Regions from separate parts of the Mus musculus genome. Here regions 1 and 2 are each linked to region 3. A link is a contact called in public HiChIP or PLAC-seq and promoter capture Hi-C data. All regions are on one chromosome and are shown on one strand. Each heading gives the region's core, a stretch centred on a gene start, on an enhancer-like site or on the middle of the called end of the contact. The rest is flanking DNA. Distances are from core to core; before and after follow the strand shown. Region 1 has its middle 21 kb from the start of Commd7. Region 2 has its middle 47 kb from the start of Commd7. Region 3 holds the start of Pofut1 (protein O-fucosyltransferase 1).

Region 1 (4,610 bases), core at 1,833-4,332, 370 kb before region 3:
AAGGCGTCCTTTAGTCCCTTGGCTGTGTTGAAATTTTGTTCCACGTATACTCTACTCCCTGTAGACATTGATGAGGGTCTCGAGACTGCTCCTCTCGGATTCTGACACAACACTGGGCATCCCAGCAGCCCTTCCTGCTGTTCCCACTTCATTGTGCACGGATTTACTCTTGCTCTGAATAAGAATTCTGTCCTCTGCTTTGGCTGCAAAGTCTTTCCCCCCTCCTCTCTATATACTGTTCATTAAGATGGTAACTAATGGTCAGGCCAACCACTAAAAAGAAAAAAAGAAGCCGGGCATGGTGGCACACGGCTTTAATCCCAGCACTCGGGAGGCAGAGGCAGGTGGATTTCTGAGTTCGAGGCCAGCCTGGTCTACAGAGTGAGTTCCAGGACAGCCAAGACTATACAAAGAAACCCTTTCTCGAAAAACCAAATAAGAGAAAAAAGAAAAAAAAAGAAAGGTTAGTCCAGGAGAAGAGGAACCATAACTTTTTGCTACTCATACACAGTAGCAAAGTGTATATATAGAGTGCCCTAGGTTGCCCGGTAGGGCTAAGGAGGCAGTGCCCTGCCATTCTTCCCTTCACACTGGCCAGGCTCAATTCTGTCAGCTTTGTCTGGGAGCAGCAACCCCAGACTCAGCCTGCTGGCGTGTCCCTTTGAGGAGCAGCATTCTTGTGAGATCTTCCCTACAGTTTTGGGGTGTAGAGCAGGGGTCTCTTTGGTACCCAGGGGTGCTGGAGTGCAGAGACTGAAGAGACCAGGCTACACCCTTGGAGAACATGACATCAAGTTTGAGAAACTTGAGCAGCACCCAGGGAATCATAAATTCTGGTAGATAGGCTGTGAGTGGTGTCAGAGGTCCGATGTCTAGGGAGCAGAGGGCATGAATGATGGGGAGCAGGGGGCCTCTGCAGGCTGAGTCAGAGTGAGTTGCCCTGACAGGTGCAAGGGGCAGGGGTGGTGGGGTTCATCTTTGAACTGTATGTTCCCTTCCCCTGACCTGTGCATGGAGGGAGATGGGAGCTGCCTGGAGCCTATGGGAGGCCCAGTACCTGATGGTGACTGAATAAGGGCTTACAGAGGCTTATGGAGAAAGGCTGCTTCCACTTCAAAGAGCCCTTGCAAAGCAGCTCGGTGAAGAGAGGGGAATTTTCCTAGACAATGCCCCTGGGCTTCCGCTAGTGCTTAGCCCAGAGATTGCTGGAGGGTGGGGTTTACAGATCCCAAAATGTGCACAAGGATTTTAGGTGGAACTCAGCCAAGATGCTGGAAGTGTGTCAGACTCCAGGTCCTTAGAAACCTAAGGCATCTGCTGTTCCCCTGAAAGGAGCCCAGACCACACCCTGCCCCAGCCCTTCCCTCCCTGTTCTGTGTAAATCCTGGATAGAGGTATTCCCTTCTTCCTCTTTCCTGGGTGGTTCCCTCAACTATAAAACAAGGATTTTTAGGAAGTGGGGTAAAAAGAGCAGGAATCCAAGGCAACCCTTAACTACATATAAAGTTCCAGGCCAGCCTGGGCTACCTGTTTTAAAAACCAACCAAGCAATCCACAAGCAGGAATTCATTCAGATGATCTCTAAAGACATTTTTGAACAGTCGGGTGTGTGTGTGTGTGTGTGTGTGTGTGTGTGTGTGTGTGCGCACACACACACACACACACATCGGTCAATGTAGGCTTGGTAAACTTCCAGTGTCTTCATATTTTCATTTATTAAAGATTTTGTTTATATATATAATATATAGAGAGATAGAGCAATCCTCCTGTTTGTCTCCCACTAAGCTAGAGTTATAGGTGTGCATTCATGTCCAGTTTTTAACAGGGATGCTAGGGACTTGAACTCTGGTCCTCATGCTTGCTAAGCTGTTGGAGAGCGACAGCTTCCTTTTGAGATACTGTCTCACTGAGTTGCCCAAACTGGTCTTAAACTGGCTCTGTAACCTAGTCAGGCATTCCTCAGAATCCTAAATAGCTGGGATTGCAGGAATGTAGCAATAGGTGGGGGCTCTAGGTGGGGGGAGGGGGTAACACAGAGTGGGAGTTTATGGTGTTCTGGGAAGGTCTATTTGAGAAGCTGATCTGATCTGGTCTTGCAGGATGAAGAAGCCTAACCTAGTAATGAGGCACAGAGGAATGGCACCTGCAAAGGCCCTGAGGCCAGTGCATACTTTGTATCTTTAGGAAACAAAGGGCCAGGGTAGGGGAAGAGAAAACAAGGGTAATTGGACAGAAGTCAGCAGGGGGCTGGGGTGGGGTGGGGTGGGGACAGATACTCAGGGCTAAGATTAAGAGCTCAATTCTTCCTCATGGGGCTAGTTCCCAGATTCCAATGGCATTATCTACCCTTGGGAGTCTCTGGTGACCTAGGGCTGGTCATTTCCCTTCCATGGATTTGTTTTCCTTTAAGGTAGATTGATCCAGTTATAATGTGCCAAGCTGGGCCCAGGGAGAATGCTAGGAGACTTGACTCTAGACGTCCACCCATTAAATAAATAAATAAATGCCCACCGCCATATGGCGCTGGAAACCTTTGGAAGCTGTCAGTGACACTTGCTCGCGTGTTCATACTTGAGTGAAGTCCTTCTTGACCCCACTCTTGTCCCCAGGGTGGATGCTCCACCAGGGCTGGTTTGCTGGGCTGAGCTGGCCTTACTTCATGTGCTTTTCGTAGGTCTCCTTCCAGGAGGAGGAAAAAGAGGAGGTCTGGGGAAGCTGGAGACAGGGGCTCTGGCCCTGAGGCTGTGTGGCCGAGGAGAGGGCCCTGTGAAGGTGTCATTTTTTATGAATGATTTCCTGACAGGACTGACTAAGACTCAGCCAGAGCTACAAGGGCTGGGGCGCAGGCCTCTTTTCCGGAGCCTAATCTGCCCAGGGCAGGCAGCTGGCTCCAGAGACGGAAAGGCCTGCACAGCTCAGAACTCTGCGGTTTGGGACATCGGTGGTCTTTGTCGGTTTTTCTCCTCCCAGCTTCTCTTAGCTTATGGTGGCAGTGGGGGAGGAGCAGCCCCACTGGGCTTCTCCTCCTCTGTCTTTGTCTCCAGGCTCCCTCCTTCTTAGAAGGCCGCTGTCAGCAGCTTTTGGCACCGCTGCCTGCCTGGAGCCTGCCATGCCTCCAGCAGAGGTGTCCGGGGAGGGGGAGTAACACTCTTCCACAGCGGCCTCTGCAGCCAGGCCTAGGAGCTAGAACATAGGGTGGGAGCAGGGTGGGGGCTGAGCTCCTAGGAAAGCAGGAGGGAGAGATAGGCAACGATTCTGCCTTCTCCACCCACGTACCAGACCCCAGCTCTTCCCCCTGGTTTATTCTATCACTGAATCTAGGAATATTCAAAGAAATATCCAAAGTTCTGAGAAATCGTTCCTGGGAGAAACCCTGTGCTTGTGGCTACAGTGGTAGGGTTTTCAGATCCATCTCAAAGCCTGGGCAGAGCCCACAGTGGCTCATGCAGGAAGTAGAGGCAGGAGGGGCACTTAGTGAGTTCTAGGATAGCCAGGGTTATAGAAGCTATAGTGTGAGACCCTATCTCAAAAAAACAAAACAAAACAAAAAAACAAAAAAAACCTAAGCCCGTGTGGTGGTGTGTCTCAGTCTGAGCGCTTGGAAGACAGAGGGAGGTGCATCTCTGAGCTTGAGGCTAGCCTGGTCTACATAGAGAGCTCCAAACCAGTCAAAGTAACAAAATGAAACTGTCTCAACAATGACAACAACAAACAAACAAGCACTAGAATAAAAAGAAGCCAGCATGGTGTCATGTGCCCGTCATCCTACCACTTGGAAGGAGAGAAGCCAGTGCAGGAAAATTAGGGATCCAAGACTAGCCTCAGCTACAGTGAATTTGAGGCCAGCCTGGGCTCCATAAGTCCTGTGTCAAGTAAGGAGAAACAGAGGCTGAGCTAGAGAGAGAGGCAGCTAAGGGGAGTCAGGGCTCCGGAGGTCCCCGCTAGGGTAAGGGGTCTTTCCTTCTGCATGAGTTCAGGAAGCTTTGAGAAGGTCAGCCACCTACTTGCCAGAAGTAGGGCTTCTTCCTCAGTCTACCCTTTATTCACTCTGTGGCCTGCCTCACTGGGCTCCGTAAGGGCGCTGAGATGAGCCCAGGAAGGCCAGCCCCTGCTTAGCTTTGCCCCTGCCCTCCAGCACAGGCCTCAGAGAGCAGAGACAAAGACCTTAGGGGCTGCTGAGGTGATGGTGACTGCCGGCTCCGAGACTCATAATGGCAGGGGTCACTGGGCTCCAGCCCCCTCTAGCGGTCAGCAGTGGCGATGAATTCAGAGTGGAGTGGGGAGGAGTCTCTGGCGCAGGCCTCCTCCCACCGCCTTGTCAGCAGGCCAAGCCTTGGAATTTTGTGCCAAGTCTCTGGAAAGAGGCCTGTCCTGCCAGCCAAGGGACAGAAAAACAAGATGAAAGGTTCCAGGAGTGGCAGTAGTGGTGCATGCCTGTAATCCTGACCCTTGGGATGTGTAGAGAAGACGACTGGGGATTCAAGGCCAGCTTTGCAAATCTGAGGCCAGGTTGGGCAACATGAAATCCTGTCTGGATAGATAGATAGATAGATAGATAGATAGATAGATAGATAGATAGATAGATAGATAGATAGATAGATAGATAGATA
Region 2 (4,120 bases), core at 33-2,532, 350 kb before region 3:
CAAGTGTCTGCTGCCATATTTGTTGAGAAGGTTGTCCTGTCCTTATTAAGCTGGCTTGCTGCCTTTGTTGAGAGGCTGACCTCAATGTGAAGGTCTATCCTTGGACTCTCAGTGCTGTGTCAGATGTGAAGGTCTAACCTTGGACTCTCAGTGCTGTGTCAGATGTGAAGGTCTATCCTTGGACTCTCAGTGCTGTTTTACTCCTCTCTACCCTTGTCTCTTCTGACTGTGACAGTGATCTGAGAACTTTTGCAATGGGAAGTGTAGTAGCCCCAAAAGTGTTTCTTCTTTCGTTTGTTCTTTTTTTTTCCTATCTTCTCAGATCTTCAAGTTACAAATAATTCTGAGCTGTCATGTGTGTGTTGGGATTTGAACCCCAGTCCTCTGGAAGAGTAATCAGTGCTCCTAACCACTGAGCCATCTCTCCACTCCCAAGTGTTGTTCCTTTTTAAAGATTATCATTCTAAGTCTCTCTAGTCTCTGTGTGAATCTTACCACTAACTTGTTCATCTCTATAAGAGACTAAGGTTCAGGCTGAACAAATCTCAGGATTAATCCATTTGCCTTGCCATACACAGAGCCTGGGAGGCAGAGGCAGGCGGATTTCTGAGTTCGAGGCCAGCCTGGTCTACAGAGTGAGTTCCAGGACAGCCAGGGCTATACAGAAAAACCCTGTCTCGAAAAAAACAAAAAAACAAAAAAAAAAAAAAAAAAAAAGGAAAAAAAATTGGTCCTCAGACTCAAGAATACAGATATTTCATTGATTTTGGTTATTTAAACATTTTAAGCAATGTTTTATAGTTTTCAGGGTATAAAGTCTTACTTCTGTTAATTTTATTTCTAAACATTTTCTACATTTCTCCCCTTTCCTCTCTACCTCCCTCCTTTCCCCCAGGTTGGCCTCTGGATGTGGTTGTCAATGACCTTGACGTTCTGATTCTTCAACTTCCGCCTCCCAAGAGCTGGGATTGCAGGTGCACGCCAGCCATATCCAGTTTTATGCAGTTCTGGGGACTGAACTCAGACACTGGTGCATGCTAAGCAAGCATTCTGGTAACTGCGTACCTCCCAGCCTGTAGAGTGTTTGGAGAGCCCCACGTAAAGTCACTTGGTACAGAGGCGTTCTGGTTCCAGTTTTGAGTCAGTATTGACCCTGCAGCCACTGCCCTTCTAGGCCTGTTTTCTCTTGTCTGGGAAGGGTAGTTCGCTCTTCCAATAATGACCTGCCCCACCCAACCTTAAACAAACAGTGGGTTCTGTGTGCACCACTTCCCCAAACTACCACCAGAGGGTGCTATAGACCAGCATTTGGCTGAGCTCCCGGTAAGGGGCCCCCAGGGACGCTGAGGCAACCCGATGTTTTCCAGGAGCTGCGGGTTTTGCTAGTATAGGCTTCCGTGTAGCGCCACCTGCTTAGGACCTTTGTGCCCGCTCCTCCCTGTAGTGAGGATAGTGGGATAGGGGCGTACTCTTGAGGCTAGATCCCTGCTAGCTTTGATAAGTAGCCTAAGGTCCCAGGGTCAGGGCAGACAGTAGTCCTGAGTTTCTCAGCCACGGGTTTCACGCGTCTGGGTCTCATGATGGCTCAGTATTCCTTCCGTCACAGAGTTACTTAGCAGCAAAAGCTCTCATCCTAGCTGTATGCCTGGCCATGAAGAGGGATAACATAGCCCTTCAAAGACATGAATGGATTTGTGGACCCTGCCGTCCTTGAAACCACAGTATCTGAAATTCCAGATGTCTGTGAGCTTCTTAGAGTGATCAGGCCCGTGTCCCCCAGAACCCACAAAGCAGCTTCCCCCTCCAACAAGGTCAGAAAGTTGCCTTCCTTCTGTTTTGCAGCTGACCTCCAAAACCAGCAGCGCTTCCTACTCAGGCCTTTGCATAGAGACACCAGAGCCTCCCTGTGCCTGCGTTCTTTCATTGGGTGAGGGTCGAGACAGAGTCACTACAGCTCAGACTGGCCTTCAGCTTACTAAGGAGCTAAGGCTGGTCTGAAGCCCCTATCCCCTTGCCTCTGCCGACCAGATGCTGAGATTATAATCGTGTGTCTCTACACTGGATTTTTTTTTTCTTTTCCTTTTTAGTTAAATTTGTTCACTTTTGTGGTGCTAGGGATGAGCCTAGGGCCTTCTACATGTCAAGCCAGCACTCTACCCTGGACCCATAGCTCCAGATGTGTGACTGTTTTTTCTCTGATTCCAGACTGGGGTCCCCTGAGAAGTAATGAGTCCCAAGTTCATCTTGGTCTCCTTTGTGAAGCCTAATGCTGAATTCTGTATCCGGCAGCCCATTCCACAGGAGAGTCCCTTCATGAGCACCCCACTCAGCATCTCTAATCACTCTATTTTGTCTTTAGTTTTTTGAGACAAGGATTCCCTGTGTCAGCCCTGGGTGTCCTGGAATTTGCTCTGTAGACCAAGCTGGTCTCCAGCTCAGAAATCTGCCTGTTTCTGCCTCCGGAGTGTTGGGATTAGAGGCATATGCTGCCACCATCCTGCCAGTCACCTTTTTAATTAAAAAAAAAAAAAAACAAACTAAATTTTATCCTTTGAAATATTTTATTGAATTTTACGTGTATGAGTGGTCTTCCTGCATGTATGCTCATGTCTGGTGTGCTGATCAGAACAGGGCATTGGGTCTCCCTGGAATTCGAGTTAAACAGAACTGTGTGTTAAGAGTTGAACCTTAGCTGGGCGTGGTGGCGCACACCTTCGATCCCAGCACTTGGGAGGCAGAGGCAGGCATATTTCTGAGTTCGAGGTCATCCTGGTCTACAGAGTAAGTTCCAGGACAGCCAGGGCTACACAGAGAAACCCTGTCTCGAAAAACAAAAAACAAAAAACAAAAACAAAAAACAAAAACAAAAAACCCCAAACAAACAAAAACAAAAACTAAAGAACAAAACAAACAAAAAAGAGTTGAACCTTAACTTACTCCAGTAGAACAGCCAGTGCTATTTATTTATTTATTTATTTATTTATTTATTTATTTATTTATTTATTTATTTATTTATTTATTTATTTATATTTAGATGAGTACACTGTAGCTGTCTTCAGTCACACACCCCAGAAGAGGGCATCAGATCCCATTACAGATGGTTGTGAGCCACCATGTGGTTGCTGGGAATTGAACTCAAAACACCTGGAAGAACAGTCAGTGCTCTTAACCAGCTGCGCTATCTCACCTGCCCTTCTCATCACCCTCTCCAGGACACAGGCTGCAGCCTTTTGGATTTGGGGTGGGGGTGGGGGTGCATTGTTCTGGTGCCAGGCCAACCAGATGATCCCGGTGCTGGAAGGTCAGAGTGGCTCATAGCAGTCGGAGCTGACTCTGGACTAGTTTCACCTGAGTTGTCTCCTTTGCTGCGGTCTCAGTGGCTCTTCCAGGTGGGGTACAGGTCAAGGCACAGGGCAGCTGCTTCTCCTGCCAATTAACATAATTGGCAAATGAGCCGGGCTTGGACTCTAACTCAAGTCTCTGGGGAGCCACTGAGCCACACCTCTGCCTGGAACCAACTTGGGGCAGGACTGGGTGCTTTGGAGTCTTTTTTCCCTGCTCTGTGCAAAGGTCAAAGGTCAGAGGTCATTTGTTTAACTTTCCCCAGACATGACTGTATTGTTAAGGCTAGAGTGTTTGGGAACTAACTCTCTGCATGTCTGCCTGCCTGCCTGCCTGTCTGTCTGTCTGTCTGTCTGTCTGTCTGTCTCTCTAATAGAAATAAAGCCCCAAACAAAACAAAACAGAAAAGTAGTTAAGATTCTAGAAGTCGAGCCGGGCATGGTGGTGCACGCCTTTAATCCCAGCATTTGGGAGGCAAAAACAGGAGGATTTCTGAGTTCGAGGCCAGCCTGGTCTACAAAGTGAATTCCAGGACAGCCAGGGCTACACAGAGAAACCCTGTCTCAAAAAAAAAAAAAAGTCTTGGTGGCCTTGTTCCTATTACACTTGAATTCAGCAGTGACACATTAGGAATTGGGGTTAAAAGGAGCTCCACGGAGGCTCAACACAGCGCCCGCCCGCAGAACCCACCACTGATTCAGGCTAAGGGCGACAGGCTCTACTTCGCCTCTGCTCGCCTTTATCTGGGGAGGATTTGGGGTGGTGGGAAGGCGGGGGA
Region 3 (4,504 bases), core at 1,389-3,888:
GATTTCTGAGTTCGAGGCCAGCCTGGTCTACAAAGTGAGTGCCAGGTCAGCCAGGGCTACACAGAGAAACCCTGTCTCGAAAAAGCAAAAAAAAAAAAAAAAAAAAAAAAGATCTACTACCCACAGGCTGTGCAGTCTTTGGCAAGTTACCTAAGTTACCTCTCCTCTCTAGACCTTGGTTTCCTCGAGGATTAGCTATAGGAAAGATGAGCTAACCCTCATCTAGCGTTCAGACAATGCGGGGTACATGACAGGTGTTCGGTTAAAAAAAAAAAAAGCTAGTTATTGCTATTTCTAGGTAGAGAAGAGGACAACAGCAGATTGGAAGAAAACCCAGAGGCCTTGGAGTCAAGCAAGTCTGCAAGTGTGGGGAAGGATGGGCAAGGGTCTAGGTCAGCAGAAATACTCACGTTGGTGAAAGGAGGCTTGTGATGTTGGTATTCAATCCATGGAGGTACAGCCAAGGTGCGGTTCAGCAGCTTCGCAAATGCCAGGGAGCCCAAGAAGTGATCAGCCTGGTTCCCAAAGCGCCCTGGAAATGGTACATTGTGGGTAGAGTGGCCTGGGGCCTAATGGCATGGTGTACGAAGGGCTCAGCAAAGATGTGCATTCAAGACTGGGGAAGGCCAAGGAACAGTGAGCTAGCAACACTGGCACAGGAGAGAAAGTCCAGACTTCCAGGTTTGACATCTGAGGGCCTGTAGGTCCTGGTCCTTCTGCCACTGCCCCACCAGAGTCCATGCTGTTTCTCAAACATGTTATAATCATCCCCACTCTACCTGCCATCTTTGCCAGCAGTGTCCTCAGACCTGTCTCCACTCACTTGTACATGAAGGTGACCCTGATGCTTCATTTGCTAAGACACTTTTAAACAACTCCTATCCATTTCCTTTACTCTCAGCACGGCATTGAGGTTTGTTTTGTTTTGTTTTTTGAGACAGGATCTATATAGTCCTGGAACTTGTTCTGTAGACCAGTCTGTCATTGAACTTGTAACAATCTTCCTGCATGTTACCTCCACCTCTTACATGCTAGAATTACAGCTGTGAATCAGATTATGTATTTATGTGCTGGGTATTTAACCTAGTATCTCTGACATGCTGGGTAAATGCTTTACCATTTAGCTATAAACACTTCAGTCATTTATATGTCTGCTTTCATTTTCCAGCTTTTTGTATTGGCTGTCTATGCAGGCTGTGAATGCTTTAAACACAAAGGTCTATCTGGTTTTTGTTTGTTTTGTTTTGCCAGAGTCTCACTATGTAGCCCTGGCTACTCTGGAATTCTCTATGTGATCAGGTTGGCCTTAAACTCACAGAAATCCACCTGCCTCTGGCTTCTAGTGCTGAGATTAAAGTTGTATGCAAGCACATTTGGCTATCATCAATATGGCAGCCATTCATCCATTCCAGAAACACTGCAAGGCTGAAATGTGCCAGGTACTGTGCTAGATGTTATAATATAAAATCAGAAGGATAAGGTTTCTGTCCTCAAGGCATTCCATTCTAATTCAGGTTAGGAGACACTAAACATGAAAACAAATTCCTTATGGTATATTTTGATGATTGCAAGGGAAAAAATGAAAAGGTTTGGTGACAGGGAGACTCAGGAAATGACAAGTAGAGAGGTCAATGGAGTCCTCTTTGGTGACACGTATGTTGAGACTTCAAGGATGAGAAAGAGTTAGCAGAAATTATAGGAAGGTACTCCGAGAAGAATAGCTCATAGACCTTTATGTCTGTAAGCAATAGAAAGCCGGTTACTATGGCTGTAGCCAGAGGGCCATGGGAGAAGGGGTGTGGAGAAGAGTGGAGCCAATCTTGCAAGGTCAGGCCATCAGATGATGGCCATGGTCAGGAATGCAAGCTACTCAAGGATTGAGAGAAGGGATGGATTATATAATGATGATCCACGACTGCATTTAAGTTGCATCCCTCCGCTGGTTCTTAGGAGTCCTTGGTTATCTTTTATTACCCCAGTTTGAATCATCTTGTACAAATTCTGCACGCACTTAAAAACTTTTTATTGTCTGTCTTCCTAAAATGAAGAATCCTATGAGATTTATCTGTTTCATTCACCACCAGCACAGACAACAGCGCCTGGGACATTAAAAAAAAGGGGGGGGGGCATATAAATTCTTTGCTGAATGAATGCAAGAATTGCCACGAGACAGTGCGGGCAGGTCTTGTCCTACAAACTCCATCTACTGATCTGAGACTGATTAGACCTCGAGTGAGTCACTTAACTTCTCCCATCTGTCGAATGGCAAGTTGAACACCAATGGGTCCTCTGTACCCAGGCAAGTAGGGCAGGGAAGAACACAGGCCCTGCCCCTCTCTGGTGTTCTCCTCTGGACCTGAGAAGTCTCCGGGCGCCTCAGAGAAGTGGCTCCGCCTCCTCCGCCTCAGTTTCTCCGTTTAAGCAGAGGGTTCCGGAGGCCTTACCCATGCAGGGACAGTAGAGCAGGTAACCGGCCAGGTCCCAGGAGCCCGCTGACCGCCCGCGGAGCGGCAGCAACAGCAGCAGAAGCAGGAAAGACGCCCGCAGCAGCAGGTGTGGCGGTGCCCACGCGGCGGCGCCCATGTCGACGGCAGAGCCCCAGAGTGCCACGGCCCGGAGGCGGGGAGGGGGTGGGAGGGAAGAAGAGGCGCGAGTGGCCGCCCCGCTCCCAGTGCTCCCCGCGCGCCGCCCGCGCGCCGGCTGGGCCTCTCTAGCCCGCGGGCGGGCGGGACCATAGAGAGCCCGCGGCACCGCCCCCTCCACGACCCGAGCGCCCGCTCGCGCGGCTCCCACAATGCACCGCACAATGGCCCGACCGCCGCCACTACCGGGGCCTGAGCGGGCCTGGCGGAGCCCGAGCGCGGCCCGGCCCGCAGCGCGGGGTCCCGAGCGCAGTGAGTGCCGGCGAGGGTCCTGGGGGATGGTGGGGAGCGGGGCGGGAGGCCGTCGCGCTGCGCCCACACGCCCGGCTCTCGGAGCGGCGGCGCCCCTCACTTCGGGCCGCCCAGCGCGGTCGCCCACACCCCTGAGTAGGGGCCCCCTTTGCTCTAGCCGGGCCCCCGATAGGCCCCGTAGTGACGAAAACGTTCCCCGGACCTCAGACCTGTGCCCAGGGGACCGGAACAAGCCTTTCAGGCTCCCTCCATTCCTAGACCTGGAAACTCAGCCTGAGGGTCCCCTAGTCTGGACCCCCCAGACTCCCTGGAGACCCAGATAACACGCAGCTAACCTTCCTCGGGATCGCGGTCTGGGGGGCATAGATAAGCTGCACCTGTTCCCACCCTCGGACACGCCTACCCCGACCCACATAACCTTCCTTTTCCTGCTCCAAATAGTCTGCTCTAAGCTCTTTCGTTTTCCAGACTTTCATAAACCTGCTTTCAGGCTTTTCTGCAGTACCTCGGGCCGAAGAACCCAAAATAAAGCCCTAGCTGAAGTTCCCTTCCCAGTGATCATATTGTGGAAAGTTTAGGCATTTTCCTTCGGGAGGGTCCCATTTCTACACCCGTTTGAAATTCAGAGAACTCGCTCTTTCGACCTTTAGAATCTCCCTACCTCTTCCCCCCATGGGGTCTCTTAGAGACTCAAATAACGTGCTCGTAATTCTTTACCGTGCATGCTTGCTCTTCCCACCCCAGATCCTATTAGACTTTTTAGACTTACTATTGAATTCCCGTCTCTTGTCTCCACTCTTTACATCCACCTTCCAATTGTGGGGAGAATTTAACATTTCACACTACAAAATAGGGTAGTCTCTCCGCTGGCCTAAGGGCCAGACTTCCTACAACTTCAGCCCCATGCTTCAGTCCAGCTTGGAACAGATCGGGGTCGCGGGGGGGGGGGGGGGAGGGGGCGGTGGCGCGGTGGCGGGCCGCGTTCCTGGCCGTGTTGGGAGTTGGGGCTTTCACCTGCAAGCATACCGACTCCTGGCTTGTGTGTTTTTCCACCTGTCAGCCTGGGGCTGTGATAAGTCTGGCCTTGGGTTTCTAACCCTCTCCTCTTGGGGGAAAGGCTGCTAAGTTGCGGAGGGGTGGTAGGTGAAAATGAGGCCCGAGTGAGTTGCAGCCATTTGCTCCAGGCCTCCCCAGGGCTGGGAGGCAGCGGGAATCTGAGGAAATAGGGAATCAAAGGGACTCCAAAGAGGCCCATCTACACTGACAGAAGAACTACCAGCCCGAGAGTAAATCCTACCCCTGTTAATCCTGTTTGATGTTTCTTGGAATGATGCAAGTCACTGAGACTCTCAGGCCTCCCTGTAATTTAATTCTCCCACCATTCCGGGGTGTTGTGTGTGTGCGCGCGCGCGCTGGCCTTGGGAAGTGGGCAGCTCTTCCCATTCCTCCGTTCCTTCTTACTGTTTTCCAGCCAGCCAGAATGCTTTTGGATTGGTTTCTGATGTCCAGGTCAAGGCCTGTTTTGTTTTCTTTTCCCCTTTAATGCTATTTATAATTTCCCAGTTGCTATTTTAAGTTCTTTTGAGGGTAGATTCCACCTCCAAGAACCT

What was found. Promoter capture Hi-C pulls out the DNA fragments that hold promoters and counts their contacts. HiChIP or PLAC-seq counts read pairs in DNA pulled down with a chosen protein or histone mark.
Region 1: a contact with region 3 is called in an H3K4me3 HiChIP or PLAC-seq map of fetal liver, with 3 times the contacts expected there. The contact joins the enhancer-like site here to the promoter of Pofut1 in region 3. A contact is called at or near these places in 4 of 39 promoter capture datasets (the C10 cell line, hematopoietic stem and progenitor cells, hippocampal neurons and 1 more), 5 of 115 datasets of contacts at active chromatin or transcription factors (the 230-238 cell line, embryonic forebrain, fetal liver and 2 more) and 1 of 9 other capture datasets (adipose tissue).
Region 2: a contact with region 3 is called in a promoter capture Hi-C map of embryonic stem cells, with 2.8 times the contacts expected there. The contact joins the enhancer-like site here to the promoter of Pofut1 in region 3. A contact is called at or near these places in 15 of 39 promoter capture datasets (the 3T3-L1 cell line, the HPC-7 cell line, the SN4741 cell line and 7 more), 3 of 484 Hi-C or Micro-C datasets (all in embryonic stem cells), 12 of 115 datasets of contacts at active chromatin or transcription factors (the 230-238 cell line, astrocytes, embryonic basal ganglia and 7 more) and 4 of 9 other capture datasets (embryonic stem cells, liver, macrophages and 1 more).

What each region holds. Positions count from the first base shown.
Region 1 is chr2:153,609,408-153,614,017 of GRCm38.p6, reverse strand. No RefSeq gene overlaps it. Among named protein-coding and RNA genes, the nearest start is that of Commd7, 21 kb to the left of the region's middle. Within about 2 kb of position 3,082, at least 162 of the 459 cell types and tissues checked have an H3K27ac peak or open chromatin away from gene starts, as enhancers often do. A contact at or near this core is called in embryonic forebrain, fetal liver, hematopoietic stem and progenitor cells and 1 more, where this site is marked.
Region 2 is chr2:153,583,898-153,588,017 of GRCm38.p6, reverse strand. No RefSeq gene overlaps it. Among named protein-coding and RNA genes, the nearest start is that of Commd7, 47 kb to the left of the region's middle. Within about 2 kb of position 1,282, at least 54 of the 459 cell types and tissues checked have an H3K27ac peak or open chromatin away from gene starts, as enhancers often do. A contact at or near this core is called in the HPC-7 cell line, embryonic stem cells and hippocampal neurons, where this site is marked.
Region 3 is chr2:153,239,666-153,244,169 of GRCm38.p6, reverse strand. It overlaps Pofut1 (protein O-fucosyltransferase 1), which reads right to left and starts at 2,638. Exons shown (of 7, transcript NM_080463.3): 1 at 2,445-2,638; 2 at 411-532. The coding sequence starts at 2,583. Plagl2 (pleiomorphic adenoma gene-like 2) reads left to right here and starts at 2,812. Exons shown (of 3, transcript NM_018807.5): 1 at 2,812-2,894.